Linked DNA regions of Mus musculus: region 2 is linked to region 1. Evidence: chromatin contacts called from public HiChIP or PLAC-seq data. All regions are on one chromosome and are shown on one strand. The core of a region is the stretch at or near the end of the contact, and the rest is flanking DNA. Distances in the headings are between cores, read along the strand shown. Region 1 has its middle 11 kb from the start of Gm40044. Region 2 has its middle 24 kb from the start of Gm35756.

What was found. HiChIP or PLAC-seq counts read pairs in DNA pulled down with a chosen protein or histone mark.
Region 2: an HNF4G HiChIP or PLAC-seq map of pancreatic cancer cells shows a contact between it and region 1. The contact joins two enhancer-like sites. A contact is called at or near these places in 1 of 115 datasets of contacts at active chromatin or transcription factors (pancreatic cancer cells) and 1 of 9 other capture datasets (pancreatic islet).

The regions. Positions count from the first base shown.
Region 1 is chr3:51,206,191-51,213,230 of GRCm38.p6, reverse strand. No RefSeq gene overlaps it. Among named protein-coding and RNA genes, the nearest start is that of Gm40044, 11 kb to the left of the region's middle. Within about 2 kb of position 3,185, at least 92 of the 459 cell types and tissues checked have an H3K27ac peak or open chromatin away from gene starts, as enhancers often do. A contact at or near this core is called in pancreatic cancer cells, where this site is marked.
Region 2 is chr3:51,015,829-51,022,672 of GRCm38.p6, reverse strand. No RefSeq gene overlaps it. Among named protein-coding and RNA genes, the nearest start is that of Gm35756, 24 kb to the left of the region's middle. Within about 2 kb of position 3,017, at least 35 of the 459 cell types and tissues checked have an H3K27ac peak or open chromatin away from gene starts, as enhancers often do. A contact at or near this core is called in pancreatic cancer cells, where this site is marked.

The DNA.
Region 1 (7,040 bases), core at 1,936-4,435:
TCTGCTTTTAGTAAGTGAACCTACTGGGTGGTGGAAGCCCATGCTTTTAATCCCAGCACTGGGGAGGCAGAGGCAGGCAGATCTCTGAGTTCCAGGCCAGCCCGGTCTACAGATCGAGCTCCAGGACAGCCAGGGCTACACAGAGAAACCCTGTCTAGCAAACGACAAAAATAAGTGAAGCAATACTGAAATCTTTTTTTAGTTGCTTTGTCCCCTTTTTCCTGGCTGTCCCAGGTTTCTCTTCAAGATCCTTCAGCTAGGTGGGCTGTCATGGTAGTGCCATGAGATCTCTTGCTAAGATGTTTGTCTTGTGGGTCCTGAGCTATGCTTCCTTTCGTCTGGTCCCACCCATCTCACGGCTAAGCTTGGCAGGGACAGGCACACTAAGTTAGGCCATCCTTTCCAGACATGAGCCTCTTCCAAGGAGCAAAGTAGGCCAGAGAACTCCCTTGTGGGTTTTTCTTTTTCCTTTTTTTGATAGAGTCACAACTAACCCAGTTGGCCTCAGATTTGCTCTGTAGCTAAAGTCTACATGGACTTTATAATCCTCCTGCCTCTACCTTCTAAATACAGGATTCTAGGTGTGTGCCACACAGTTTTTATGAAATGCTGTTGGATGAACCTAGGCTTCAGGCCTGCTAGGAAAGCCTTCTACCAGTGGCGTGACATACCTTGCCCCACCCCATGGTGGAACAGTCTTTCTGAGCTCTCCTAGAACGACACTGCTGCCTAAAGTCTGTCTTCTCCCCTCCTTCCTTCTCTCTGGTTAGCCCCGGTCAGCTCTGTTTTGTAGTCTTTCCTTTTATTTAGATTTTGAAAGGGGAAGATAGATATCGTGGTATTTTAAGACTGATGAAAACACCAAGGGACGAGTTGTTAGGCCAGGGTCTAGAGGGTATAGGGCAGAAGTTTCTGCTGAGTTGTTTTTCAATAGAGACATTCACTTGGGCAAGCCTCCTGGAATAGCACAGTTCTGCTCAGGGCAATAGAAGAATAGCACACACCACATGTGGACTGGGTATTTTCAGCTTTCATTGCTGATTTCTTTTTGGCCTTTGTGGAATAACAGGCTTACACAGGTGCAAATACAATAGAAAGAAAAATCATTTATTGTTTTCTCTGAATCAGTAATAGATACTCAAGTTCTTGCTCATGGCAAGGAGAAGTTGAATTTTCTTTTTTTTGGAAACTTTTTTTTTTTTTTTTTTTTTTTTGAGACAGGGTTTCTCTGTGTAGCCCTGGTTGTCCTGGAACTCACTATGTAGACCAGGTTGGCCTCAAACTTAGAGATCTGCCTGCCTCTGCCTCCCAAGTGCTAGGATTAAACACATTTGCCACCACTGCCCCGAGAAGTTGAAATTTATTTATTTATTTATTTATTTATTTATTTAAGGCCAGTTTTCATGTTGATCAGATAAGAGCCAGATGTCCTCTTATTTCTGAGTCATGATATCCTCCAAATAAGCAGGACCCTGCCATGAACTGCTTCTGTTAGGGGTTTTGTTACAATGACAACAATGGTTATGTTTGTTTGTTTGATTGTTTGTTTGTTTTAATAGTCACAAGTGACCCAGTTGGCCTCAGATTTGCTCTGTAGCTGAAGCTGACATAGAATTAGGTAACAGGAAACATTATAAAAGAAGAAAGCTGGGTGTGGTGGCTCTTGCAATTCCACCACTCAGCCTTTAGTATGAACCTCAGGCCAGGTCTACATAGCAAGACTGGCTCAAATGCCAGTGTCCTATGTCTCCCTGTCACTGTGTCCTATCTCATATTCACTTCTTCCTCTCTGTCTTTACTTTTGTTGGCGCAAAGTCCCAACGTGAAGTTTGCGGTAGCCTCACTACCATGCTTGCCCCACCCTTACCAGTTTTTCCCCCACAGGGTCTCATGTAGCCCATACTAGTAGGCTGGTTTGGGTGGTAACTTCAAATCTTTGACTTTTGTGTATGGGTGATTGGCCTATATGTGTATCTGTGTATCCCAAGTGTATTTAATACCCAAGGAGGCTTCATGATGACATTGGTTTCCCTGGTAGCTGTGAGCTGCCATGTAGGTACCTGACAGCCTCTGCAAGAGCATCCAGTGCTCTTAATTGCTGAGCCATCTTTAGTTTCTTGGTATTAGTTATTGTTTAATTTTGGTTTTTTGGTGTGTGTGTGTGTGTAGTAGGAGGCCGGCCCGCGGCCTACATGAACCAGGTATTTCTGGAAGGCAGGCTGGGGCTGAAAGAGACTAGACTGCGAAAAAAGAATGATGAAGCCAAGACAAATTTTTCTCTGATCAAGGCCCGAGAGTTTACTAAGAGGCTGTGCTTGTAAGGGGGGAAGGCCCATATCCGCGCCCCCCTTTCCCACCAGTCCATCCTTGGTGCTTTGTCGCCATGCCGCCATGCAGCCAAGCCCGTTAGCACTTGGTTGCCAGGCTGTTGCTTATTCAGGAATGTCTCTGGAAGACAGGTTCAGCCTCTCTGCAGGTAGCAGAATCTCAGGGCAGTTGACTTCAAAAGAAGCCAGCCAAATAGGAAAGCTGCACCACAGGTGGCCCCACATCAGTGGGGACAAGGTCTGTACCAGCCTGCTTCAGGAGGCTGTGTGTGTGTGTGTGTGTGTGTGTGTGTGTGTGTGTGTGTGTGTATACATACATGAGGTGGGCTCTCATCTGAATGCATATGTACAGGCTACAAGTCAACTTGAAGTATGTTCTTTGTCTTAGATAGGGTTTGCATTGCTGTGAAGAAATACCATGACCAAGACAAGTCTTATAAAGGACAACATTTAATTGGGGCTGGCTTACTGGTTCAGAGGTTCAGTCCATTATCATCAAGGTGGTAGAGTATGGCAGTGTCCAGGCAGATGTGGGAGAAGCCAAAAGTTCTACATCTTGGTCAAAGGCAGACAGGAGAAGGCTGTCTCCCATGTGGCTAGGAGGAAGGTCTCAAAGCCCACCCCCACAGTGACACACTTCCTCCAACAAGGCCACACCTCTTAATAGTGCCACTCCCTGTGTCAGGCATATACAAACCTCCACATTCCTCTGTGCTCTCCACCTCCTGTTTTGAGGCAGGCTCTTTCTCTGAACCTGAAGCTGGCCCATTGGCTGAACAGGCAGCCCAGCATGCCCTGGGAGTCAGCCGTTACTGCCGCCCTGGCACTGGGGCTTAGGTGTATCCTGCTGACTTTCTGCAGAGGCGCTGAGGAGTCGGTTAGCAGGTCCTCTTGTCTGTGGAGCAAGCAAGCACTTTATACATTGAGTCATCTACCCGTTCCTCTGTGGTATCGTTTTGCAAGAAATTACCACTGGGGGAAACTGGGCCAAAGGTCCCTGGGATCACTCTGTAGTATTTCCCTTTTTCTTTGTAATAGTCTTACAAAGGTCTGTAAGGCTACAGTTATCGCAAAGTAAAACATTCAATTAACAGCAGCAACAAAAAACCCCAACAGATCAAGCCTGCTTGCTTTGCCCTCATAGCTTCTTGGCAGTACCTTGAATTGTCCAGCAGTCTTTGTTCTTGTTCTCCCTGACCCCAGCCCCACCCCTGAGGTCCAGGAAGGGTGTCATTTCACCACAGGTGTTACTGGGCAGGTCTTCTAAATGTGTCAAGGGGACCTGCTATTTGCAAATAGCAAATTTTCTTGTAAGTAGTTTGTTGTTGTTGTTGTTGTTGTTATTATTATTATTATTATTATTATTATTATTATGTTTTTAAAAGACAGAGTCTCACAATGTAGCCCTGGATGTCTTGGAACTCACTATGTAGACCAGGCTGGCTTTAAACTCTCAGAGATCGCCCCCCCCCCCCCCCCGCCCGCCACCTACCATGCCTGGCTAGTGTGAGCAGTTAGGTCAGGCACCCGGACCAAGTCAATTACAGCATGGTTTCCCTTGGGAGAATCCAGGAGAGCTAGAGTCAGGTACTTTAGACAGAGGTTGGCACACGAGATAAACTTTATTTAATTAGGAGGGTTGAAAAGACATCATGGAAAAAAAAAAAAAAAGCCGGGTGTGATGGCGCATGCCTTTAATCCCAGCACTCGGGAGGCAGGCAGATTTCTGAGTTCAAGGCCAGCCTGGTCTACAAAGTGAGTTCCAGGACAGCCAGGGCTATACAGAGAAACCCTAGATCGGGCAGATTTCCCACTACACAACTCTATTACTCAGCCATGAGAGCCCTTGTTACTTGTGGCTTCTCTGGGCCACGTGGCCCTGCTCCATCTTCCTCCCTCTCCTCCTCCTCTGCCTCTCTTCTCCCTCTCTTAAAACCTTCAGTTCCACCTTCCCCTTCCATTGCCCAGCCACAGGCTCTGGTCTTTATTTGACCAGTTACAATGGGGAGAAGATTCACAGGAAACCACCTGAGGATTGGGGAAGCCTCTCTTGAGGAAGCAGAATTAGCATCAAAATGCAAACAGCACCGGGGCCATCCACAGCAACTCTCTGACTGTCTCTCACTAGGCTCAAACTTAAGGCCTCACGCTGGCTAGGCAGGCACTCTTCTCCTGAGCCCTGTTGCTTTGAGCATAGAATGGCAGGAACATGGCATGGCGGGGTGGGGCGTCTAATCTCATGGCAACTGGGGTAAGAAGAGACATGTGAAGGAACTAGGGTCTTATTTAACCAAGGTTGTCTCGCTAAGTAGTCTAGACCGGCCTTGAATTCACTCTGTAGTCCATGCAGGCCTTGGACTTGAGATTCCTTAGCCTCTGTCTTCAGAGTACTAGGATTGCAGCCGACAGCCATCATGCCAGCATGATAAGCAGCTAAAAATGTCTTTTATTGTGTGCATGCCACAGTTCTTATATGGCAGTCAGAGGATAACTTGCTGGACCTGGTTAGCTGGTTTTCTCCTTCCAACGGCTGGATCCTCTGGGGTTGAGCACAGGTTTTCAGGCTTGGCAGCAAGTGCTCTTTTCTGCCGAGCCCACCTAGCTGGCCCTAAGGGCAGTTTCTAAGGAGCCCTTTATTTCACCCTTAGAAGACAGACACTGGGCTGTGGCTACAGCTCTGTTGACAGGATGCTGACAGAGCATGTGTGATGTCTTGGGTTCCATCCTCAGCACTGCGTGAGGTGGTGGCACATGCTTGTCAACACAGGGCTCGGGAGGAGAAGGCAGCAGGATCAGACTTTAAAGTTGTCATTCGCTCTATGCTAAGTTTGAGGCTAGCTTGAGCTACATGAGACCCTGTCTCAAAATGAGAGGGAGGGGGCGCTGGGGAGGTGTTATTTTAACTTCACTGTTGTGCACACAGTTGGGTCCAGTCTTTCCTGTTGATGCTCGGCAAAGACCTCACACTGGTGCTCACGCTGGCAGTCACGTGAGGCTGGGTTATTTTACTGAAGGCTTGCTGTCCTTCGTGCAGTCAGCAGCAGGGCTAGGTGGGGAACCCTCGGGGGAGAACTATGTCAATCCCTGTGTCCGTTCTCCAATTCTGTGATTAAGAAGACAGACACTTGGAGGGTTGATTGTGCTATGACAAGTGCTTTGCTCAGTGTCAAGAGAGAACAGAAGGCCATCTAATCCTACTTAAGGATCGTTTACTCAAAGCTAAGAATGGGCCAGTTGCTAGGAGTGGTGGGGAGTGGAGACAAGAGGATCAGGGTTTCCAGGTCATTCCCCGGTAAGTGGTGAGTTGAAGGTCAGCCCTGTCTCCAGGATCAAAAACAAGACACAAGGCATGCATGGTTTGAGTAAAACACAGTAGCGTCTTAATAAGTAGATATGGCCGAATGAATACACGGGGTGGCCTGTGTTCTGTCTTCAAGCTGCTCGTTGGCTGATTCCAAGATGATGACTTAGCTCCTTCGTGTCACGAAAAAGCCAAAAAATATATAGTGGATGTAATCGTTCCAGTTCTAAGGAGCAGGCAGGTGCCATGTGCATCCATTCGGAAAGTGTTTACCTGCACTCTGATCCCCTGTAACTTCCCATTATTGTTTGTTTCTATCATTAATCTTTCCTTCCCAGGCCTAGACACGCTGCCTTTGGCTATTTTCATCTTATTGTGTTAGGTCTTAGAAAGGCACATGTCCAGTGTCTATAATACAGGAGACAGGTAGGAGACCAAGACCTGCGGGAGAGAAATTTAATAAAACTTTGTTTCCCCAAGGATGGATGTACCAGAAAGCAGTGACTTGAGTCTGCGAAATGATGCAGCCATGACTGAGCTGTGTGGGCAGCCAGGTTGAAGGGTGGGCTCCCCCCCCCACCCCCCTTCCCCATGCACTAAACATTTGCTCTAGTGAAAAACAGAATCGGAAGCCCTACATTCGAGTCACCCACGAGGGCCAGAAAAAAATGTTACTTTTATGCTACCCATTAAGACATTTACCTGTCCCATATGCCCCAGCACTTACAGGGGAAAGAGGGATTTGCCCAGTGAAAATTGAGAGCACATTCCTGAGAAATTGTTTTCCATAAATCTCGCAAATTACTGTGCTCAAATATTCTAGGCTATCGTCAGCCGGACCGCTAGGGAGAGATTATGGGGAAATAACTGAGAACAGCAATAAGATCCTGCACGGCTCTAACCAGAGCTCCGGGCTATGACCTTTTTTGCACAGGAAGCATTCCTGTTGGCTGCCTGAGTTGCTAGGACACACAGCCCAAACCTCCCCCATGAAACTGGAGATTGCCTGATGCGCAAGTGAGACCACTTGGGTAGAAGAAGAAGACCACTGAATGGGCAGTTGAGATTTTGTTCAGTAGAGCCTTGTGCCCGCTCATCCAGTTGCATTTAGCAGATGCCACCTGCCACCATGCTCAGTGCTCACAGGTGGATGCCACCTGCCACCATATTCATCAATCTCCAAGTTTCTTTTACTAAAATTTTTATTTGATTCATCTCTTTACTTGAGAAAAGTCCTTCTTTTATGGAACAGATATGTGACTTCAAACTTGAGATTCCCCCGTCTCAGCTTCTTGTGTATACTGACTACAGGTTTGGACCACTGAGCAAAGGTTCCATATTGATATTTTTGGTTTTTATGTTTTGCTCCGAGACAGGGTCTCATGTAACCCAGGCTGGACTCAAACTAGGTG
Region 2 (6,844 bases), core at 1,768-4,267, 190 kb after region 1:
AAAGAAAAGAGAGAGAACAAGGAAAGAAACCAGTTTTCAAAGTCACTGTGACCTACACGAAGTGAAGTTGCTTTAAAACAGGCCTTCGTTCTCTCAGTCGGAAAGGTCTGTTACAACTGGGGTTGTGTTGTAACCCACCCCACTAGCTGGTGTCAAAACAATGGGGAGTTCTAGGGCAGAACCCTCAAAAAATGTCACCTGTCTTCCAACTTTCAAACTCAACCAACTCTATTTGCTTAATTGGCTTTAGATGTGAAAGAGTCAAGCATTTGTCTTGGGCCTTGGGACAGTTTCAAAGAGATGAGGGAATGACATCTCTTTATCCTTTGATCTAGAGTGGCTTGTCTTTTTGCCAGTCATCTATATTCTGACAGGCAGCCTTGGGGGGTACCTGCTTGGCTGTCGAAGCATTAAACTCAAGTCTGGTAGAGATATTCAGTGTAAGGCCAGGATGGCTGTGGTTCTTTGGCATTGAAAATCATGTGGGAGCTCTGTAGGAAGTGGTCATTCATCTTAGTTATTGTCCTGAGATGTCTCAAGCGCCCATCTGTGCTGGCTCTGAGAGCCGAAGGGCATCGCTGGGTAGGTGAGCCACTTCATAACCAGCACCTTTCCATTTCCCACCACTCTTTGGACCTCAGCCATGGGGAGAATAGAGACCCCTGGGGGTGAGGGCTCTGTCTATGCTCTGTGACCTGCAGTCTCCAATCTTCATGATATTTTGCTATTTCCAGGGGCTGAGATTAAGTTTGCAAATCAGTATGGTGAGTAAAAAGGCATATTGGGAAGTTAGCGTGTGCTGGAGGCAGAGGCTGCATAAAGGAGTCAGAATTTAAGACGTGGAGCCACAGGCGGTACAGCAAAGGCTCAAGGTTTCTCCTACTCATCAGCGCCAAGTCCTACTAAGTGCTTTCAGGTGGAGCAAAGTCAACTGCTTCTTCTCAAGCCGTGCACTGATTTAATAAAAAAAAAAAAAAAAACACTCTCTGAGAATTGGGGAGATAGCAGTTCCCAGGTGTGTTAGTTACATCTCTCATCATTTTGACCAAATACCGGATGAGAAGCAACTTAAAGGAGGAAGGGCCTCCATTGTCTTACACTTGAGGGGTGCAGTCTGTCAGGTAGGGAGGTGTCACCAGAGTGTGATACTGTGCACAGTCAGGGCAGAAGCAAGCCCTCAGCTTGCTTTCTCTCTTCATCCAGTCCTGCATTCTTTGTTTACCCCACATTCAGGGTAGGGCTTCCCTTTGTGCAAACACCCTCACAGATATAACTCAAGATGTATGTGGTGATTGTAACTCCCTTCGCCTTGACAATGGAGATTAACCCACAGAGATGGGTTAGGATGTAGGAAGGCTTGTAGGTGGCTTCTCAGTCTACCTGTGAGGGAAAACTTCATCTGTTTCTAGTTTCATATCATATTCTGGCTCCTGACACAGAGAAGTCATTTTTGTCGAGTGATTTACTCGTTGAAGACTTTGTGTATTGATGTCCTCCTACGCTAGACAAATCTTGTTAAAGTTTATTTTAACCATGTTGTTTTCTGATACGAAACTGATAACAAGGAACATGGAAAGAACCCTTGCTGAATCTCCTCCGTGCACTTAATTTCTGCTCCCAAAGTTAAAAACGTTCTGTTTCATTAACTGCTGTTCTCATATCAACTTTAAATTCTTCAAAAACATATTTACACACACACACATACACACAAAACAAAAACAAAAAACAACCCTTTGTCTTTTAGACATTATCTCATTATCTGTTGATGTACCAACTCTAAATGATACATTTCATGATGAAGGGATGGCTCAGGGCCTAATGTGTTTTTGCTTTTGCTTCTATTTTGTTGAGAACTGAGTTCTGCTCTCTAGTACCCTCGTAAAAACTGGGCCTGATAGTGTATACTTGCATTTTTAGAGCTTGGGTGGTGGTGGTGGTGGTGGTGGTGGTGGTGGTGGTGGTGATGGTGGTGGTGATGGTGGTGGTGGTGATGATGGTGGTGGTGATGGTGGTGGTGGTGGTGGTGGGGATGGTGGTGGTGGTGATGGTGGTGGTGGTGGTGGTGGTGGTGGTGGTGGTAGTGGTGGTGGTGATGGTGGTGGTGGTGATGGTGGTGGTGGTGGTGGTGGTGGTGGTGGTGGTGATGGTGGTGGTGGTGATGGTGGTGGTGGTGGTGGTGGTGGTGGTGGTGGAGACGTGTATTCTGGGGGCTCTACAGCTAGCCAGTCTAGCTGATATAGATCGCTGTAGGTTCAGTGGAAGACCCTGTCTCAGAAAGTAAGGTAGAGAGTGATGAAGGACAATACCCTGACAGAGTCTGCCTCAACACCCAAACACACACACACACCATGAAGAAGGGAAGAAAATAAGATAAGAAAGGGAGGATATACTTCAGTCTTCTCAATTGTGCCCTGTCTCACCCTCTGTCTCACACGTGATTATTTCCTAGCATCTACAGCACAAACATCAGGATTTTGAGGGTCAGTGTTTACTCTCCTTGCTACTGTAACTATGTAAATAGTTTTCACACTTGATCTGGGCATGTACTGTTTACTTTCCTGAACACATTTCCCCCTCCGAGTTAATAATTACTTTATTTTCCCTTTTGCTTCGCTTTGTGCATAATTTTTTTTAGCACTTTAGTCTGAAGCTGTCGTTTGTGAATATCCCGAAATGCACATTCACTCTGAAGTGAAATAATACACCTTCTGCCTACTATAAAAATAAATAAGATGGATCCATTGTGCTCCTTGCTTCTAGCTGGACTGTGCGCTCTCTAGGGGGACCGCACAGCTGTGCTCTGGGTTTCTTTATCTTGGCTTTCTTTCATTTATGTTCTGGATTTCCTATGAGTTGGTTGCCTAGTGCTGTGTAACAAACCACCCGAGCATTTAGCAGCACAAAAGGACCGATTATTGCTTTTTTCCTACAGTTTCTGTGGGTAGTGAGTGTGGGAACAGCTCAGCTGCATGGCTCTGCTTCTGGTTTCTCCTGCGGCTGCTTCCAGTTTCTCCAGAGGTTGAAGTCCTCGGGAGCTTGGTTTTGCCTGGAGAATCTGCTCCGTATTACTTCACCCCTCACTCCTCCTACCTTTCCCTTCTCTCCTTCCTTCCTCCTCCTCTTTCCTCCTCCCCTGCTCTCCTTGTTCTGTAGCCCAGGCTGGCCACAGACTCAATCTGTACTGAGGATTGATCCTGAAGTTTGGTCTTTCTGTTTCCGAGTGCTGGGATCATGGTGAGCCACCACCGTGTCTGGCTTGCTCTGCTGGGGTGGAGCCTAGAGTTTTGTGTGTGCCCCGCACACCGTCTCCCACTAAGTGGGCTGCATCCCCGGCCAGGGTTACTTCTCCTTGCATTTTGGGGAAGGTTACCTGGGATGCAATCTTTTTAGAGTCTACATTTGCGTATGTGTCTCTTTTCAGCCCCGAAGGGCGATCTCTTCACGGATTCATTTTTCTTGAGGATTTTGAAGGCTTTGCTTCATTGTCATGGTTTCCAGAGTAGCCAGTCAGGTCTGATGCCAGACTGAATCTTTGTCATATATCTATTTTTGTATTTATTTATTTATTTATTTATTTTAAACTTTTAGGATCTTTTCTTTTTTCTCTTGCATTCTGGAGTTTTATTTTTATGATTTCCCCTTTCTATATTTGTGTATTTTCCTGGTAAAAATAAGATCTCTCAATTTTGACACCTAAGCTCTTGTATTCTACATTTTTCTTATGTATTTATTGAAATTGAAAAATGTCTTAAATCTTTAAATGGCTTCTTTCTGGGGTCATATTTGCTCTATGTTTAAGTTGTATTGATTCCTAATTTTCTAAGCAATATTTTTCCATCATTTTTTTCTCTATTTTCTAAAAGCCTTTTGAAGTGTTATCTCTCAAAAACATGTATTGAGTTTTGGATACTGTTTTTGTGGTTTTAACTTCCTGTGGTACTTAATGAACGCGCCTTCTCTTTGTTTTCTCACACACTTGGCCCTTCCATTTTCTTTCTGAGAATGTCTTAGCACATAAGAAATTAGCTAAAAATGTGTGTTTAGGGATAAAGCTTGCCAAGACCAGAGCAATAATTTAGAGTAGTTGATTGGAGCTATTTCATTGATGGATATAGTAACACAGTATTTTTTTTCTAAATTCTTTAGTCTCTTTAGAGAAATCACCTAATCACCTAATATTTTGGGGTGTGTGTATGTGTGTTTGTGTGTTTGTGTGTGTGTGTGTGTGTGTGTGTGTGTGTGTGTGTGTGTGTGTGTGTGTGTGTACTGAGGGCTGATTAACAAACCAGACTCTCTGGATTCTAGAATTCCGCTAGGGTGAGAGGGAAGAGAGACCTCATCACATCTTACGTGTGACTCCACCAAGTCTTTCTGTTTTAGAGAATGCCCTTCAACTCTGCTTAGCATCCCTGTGTCTGGAGACCGTTGGAGTTTACCCTCTCAGTGTGTTGTTAGTATGGAGAAAATTGTTTATCCGTTTATAGATATTTAAGCAAAGTCTTTCTCTCTCAGATTCAGCCTTCTTGCTGGCCCCTGTCCGGTCAGCATTGACCTTGCAATTTCTGCATGTGGGGGGGGGGCATTTGTTAGAATGCCAGTTTTTAAGATATGGTCCTGGAATCTTTGGGGTCTGAAAGGTCAAAATTTTTTTTATTGTAGTACTAAGCTACTATTTATCCATTTCATTTTCATTTTCCTCTGAGCACACTAGAGCATTTTCCCAAGGCAGCATGACCTGTGCTATCACAACAGATTGAAGGCAGAAGCAGAGGTGAGACTCTAGCTGGCTTCTGTTACAGAAGAGATTTGAAAAAAAATGTTTATCAAGGCCGTTTCTTTTTTCCAGTACTTTCTTTATGTTGAAAATAATAATTATTTTCTCTTACAATATATATTAGTCTGTACTATAATTATTAGTACTGTTGAAATAAATGAATATGTAGTTAATAAGAATATGTTTTATGGTTAATTGTTGATTGTTACTGTGGACATGGAGTAGCCCTCAAAGGCACTTGTATGCAAAGTTCCCTCTTCTTCATGCAGGGCTGTTAGTGAGTGGTGGCCCCTTGGGAGGTGGGGTCTGGTGGCAGGACATTAGGTCACTGGTGTACCATGAATGGGTGTGCCATGAATGGGTGTGCCATTGGGATCTTTGACTCTTCTCCCTCTCTCTGCTTTCTGGCCACTCTGAAGTTTTGCTTCACTACTCTTCTAGCCGACTAGCCATCAGAGGTAACGAAAAAGAAAGGATACAGGGGAAGTGGACCTGTTTAGAAAGGATCTTTGGAGCAACTCCCATCTGTGTTGTCAGAAAATCAGCAGATCAGTTCACAGGAGTCAGCAGTGGCAGCTTGATCTACTCACAAACACTTCACCGGATACACCAGCAGTCTAGTTTGGTAGTGTCAGGATAGCAAACATGAATCAGCAGTAGTGGCATGACCTAGCAGTGACAGCTAGGCCTCAGCCTCAGCAGGAGTGAGCAGGAGGGACCAGGGCCAATAGAAATGCCAGGAAAAGATCTTGGCTTAGCCTCTCTCAGTGAAGTGAAGATGTGAGACCAACAAACACTGCACAGCTAACTCTATAAGCAAGCCAAGCTCAGCCTCTGTCACTGTCTGTCCACTCCTTTGTATAGTCCCTCTAAACATCACATGTCCTCCATGGATTTTGCTTCAGCACATGTGTCTGTCTCAGCTGACATAATGCTGCCAATCAGTCCAAGTCTGAGGGAGCAGCAAAAAACTGCAGCAGATCATCAGAAGTTTTTTGGTTTCTTTCTATGGAGTCCCGACAAATGCAGCTCAACTATGCAATGTAAGGTGGACCAATACATGCGTATCCTTAGCAAAGAATCCTTCATCATGTATCCTTTCACATGCTGACTTTAGCAGAACATGCTTTCTCCTGTGTCTGCTTCAGCCAAATGTTCTTTCAGTAGTCTGCTTAGTCTTTCACCTGTGTCCACTTCTGGAAAACACTCCTTCATGTGTTTGCCCCGGCAAAACACCATTCAATACATCTGACTCTCCAAGGAACCCTTAAGTTTCCACTTCATAAAATCAGAACATATTGCGACTAGTGCACAGCTTTAATCCCAGCACTCTGGGAGGCAGATCTCTGTGAGTTCTAGACTAGTCAGAGCTAGTTTCAGGACAGCCATGATTATACAAAGAAACCATGCGTTAAAAAAAAAAAACAGTCAACCAACCAACCAACCAACCAACCAACCAACCAACCAACCAACCAGCCAGTCAACCAACCAACCAAAAACCCAAAACAACCTCAAACAAAACAACAGCAGCAGCAGCAGCAACAACAATAACAAGCCAATCCACAGATCTAAATTGGATTTTCATTAGTTTGTCAACATGCGTTTTTTTTTTTTTCCAATCCCAAATCCAAGTCACATTAAGGGTGTCATTTTGTTCTCTTGGCTTCTGGATCTCATATTGATAACTAGTGTGTGCTTTGTTAAGGAAAATGGAGGGTACCAGCATTGGCTTGGACTATATCACCTCCAAATCTTGTATTTTCTGCCACTCTATGTCTTCAGGGGTTCAGATCTTCTGCCTTCATACCCCCCACTTTGGTGGCCTTCAGCTCCTCCTCTCTTTCCTAACTCAGTCACCACAAGCCCATTGGCCTCTCATCCCCAGGCAAAGCTGACCCCTCTTCCATGCTCCCTGCTTCCTTTGATTTGATGTCTGAGAGGTTTTTTTTTTCTTTCTCTTTTCAGCCAAGGGTCAACTGCTGAGCCTCACTCAGGCTCTGAGTCCTGAGAAGCTAATGTATGTCTTTATTCCTCTCATATTAATAGTGTTTAAATTTCAAGAAAGAGTGG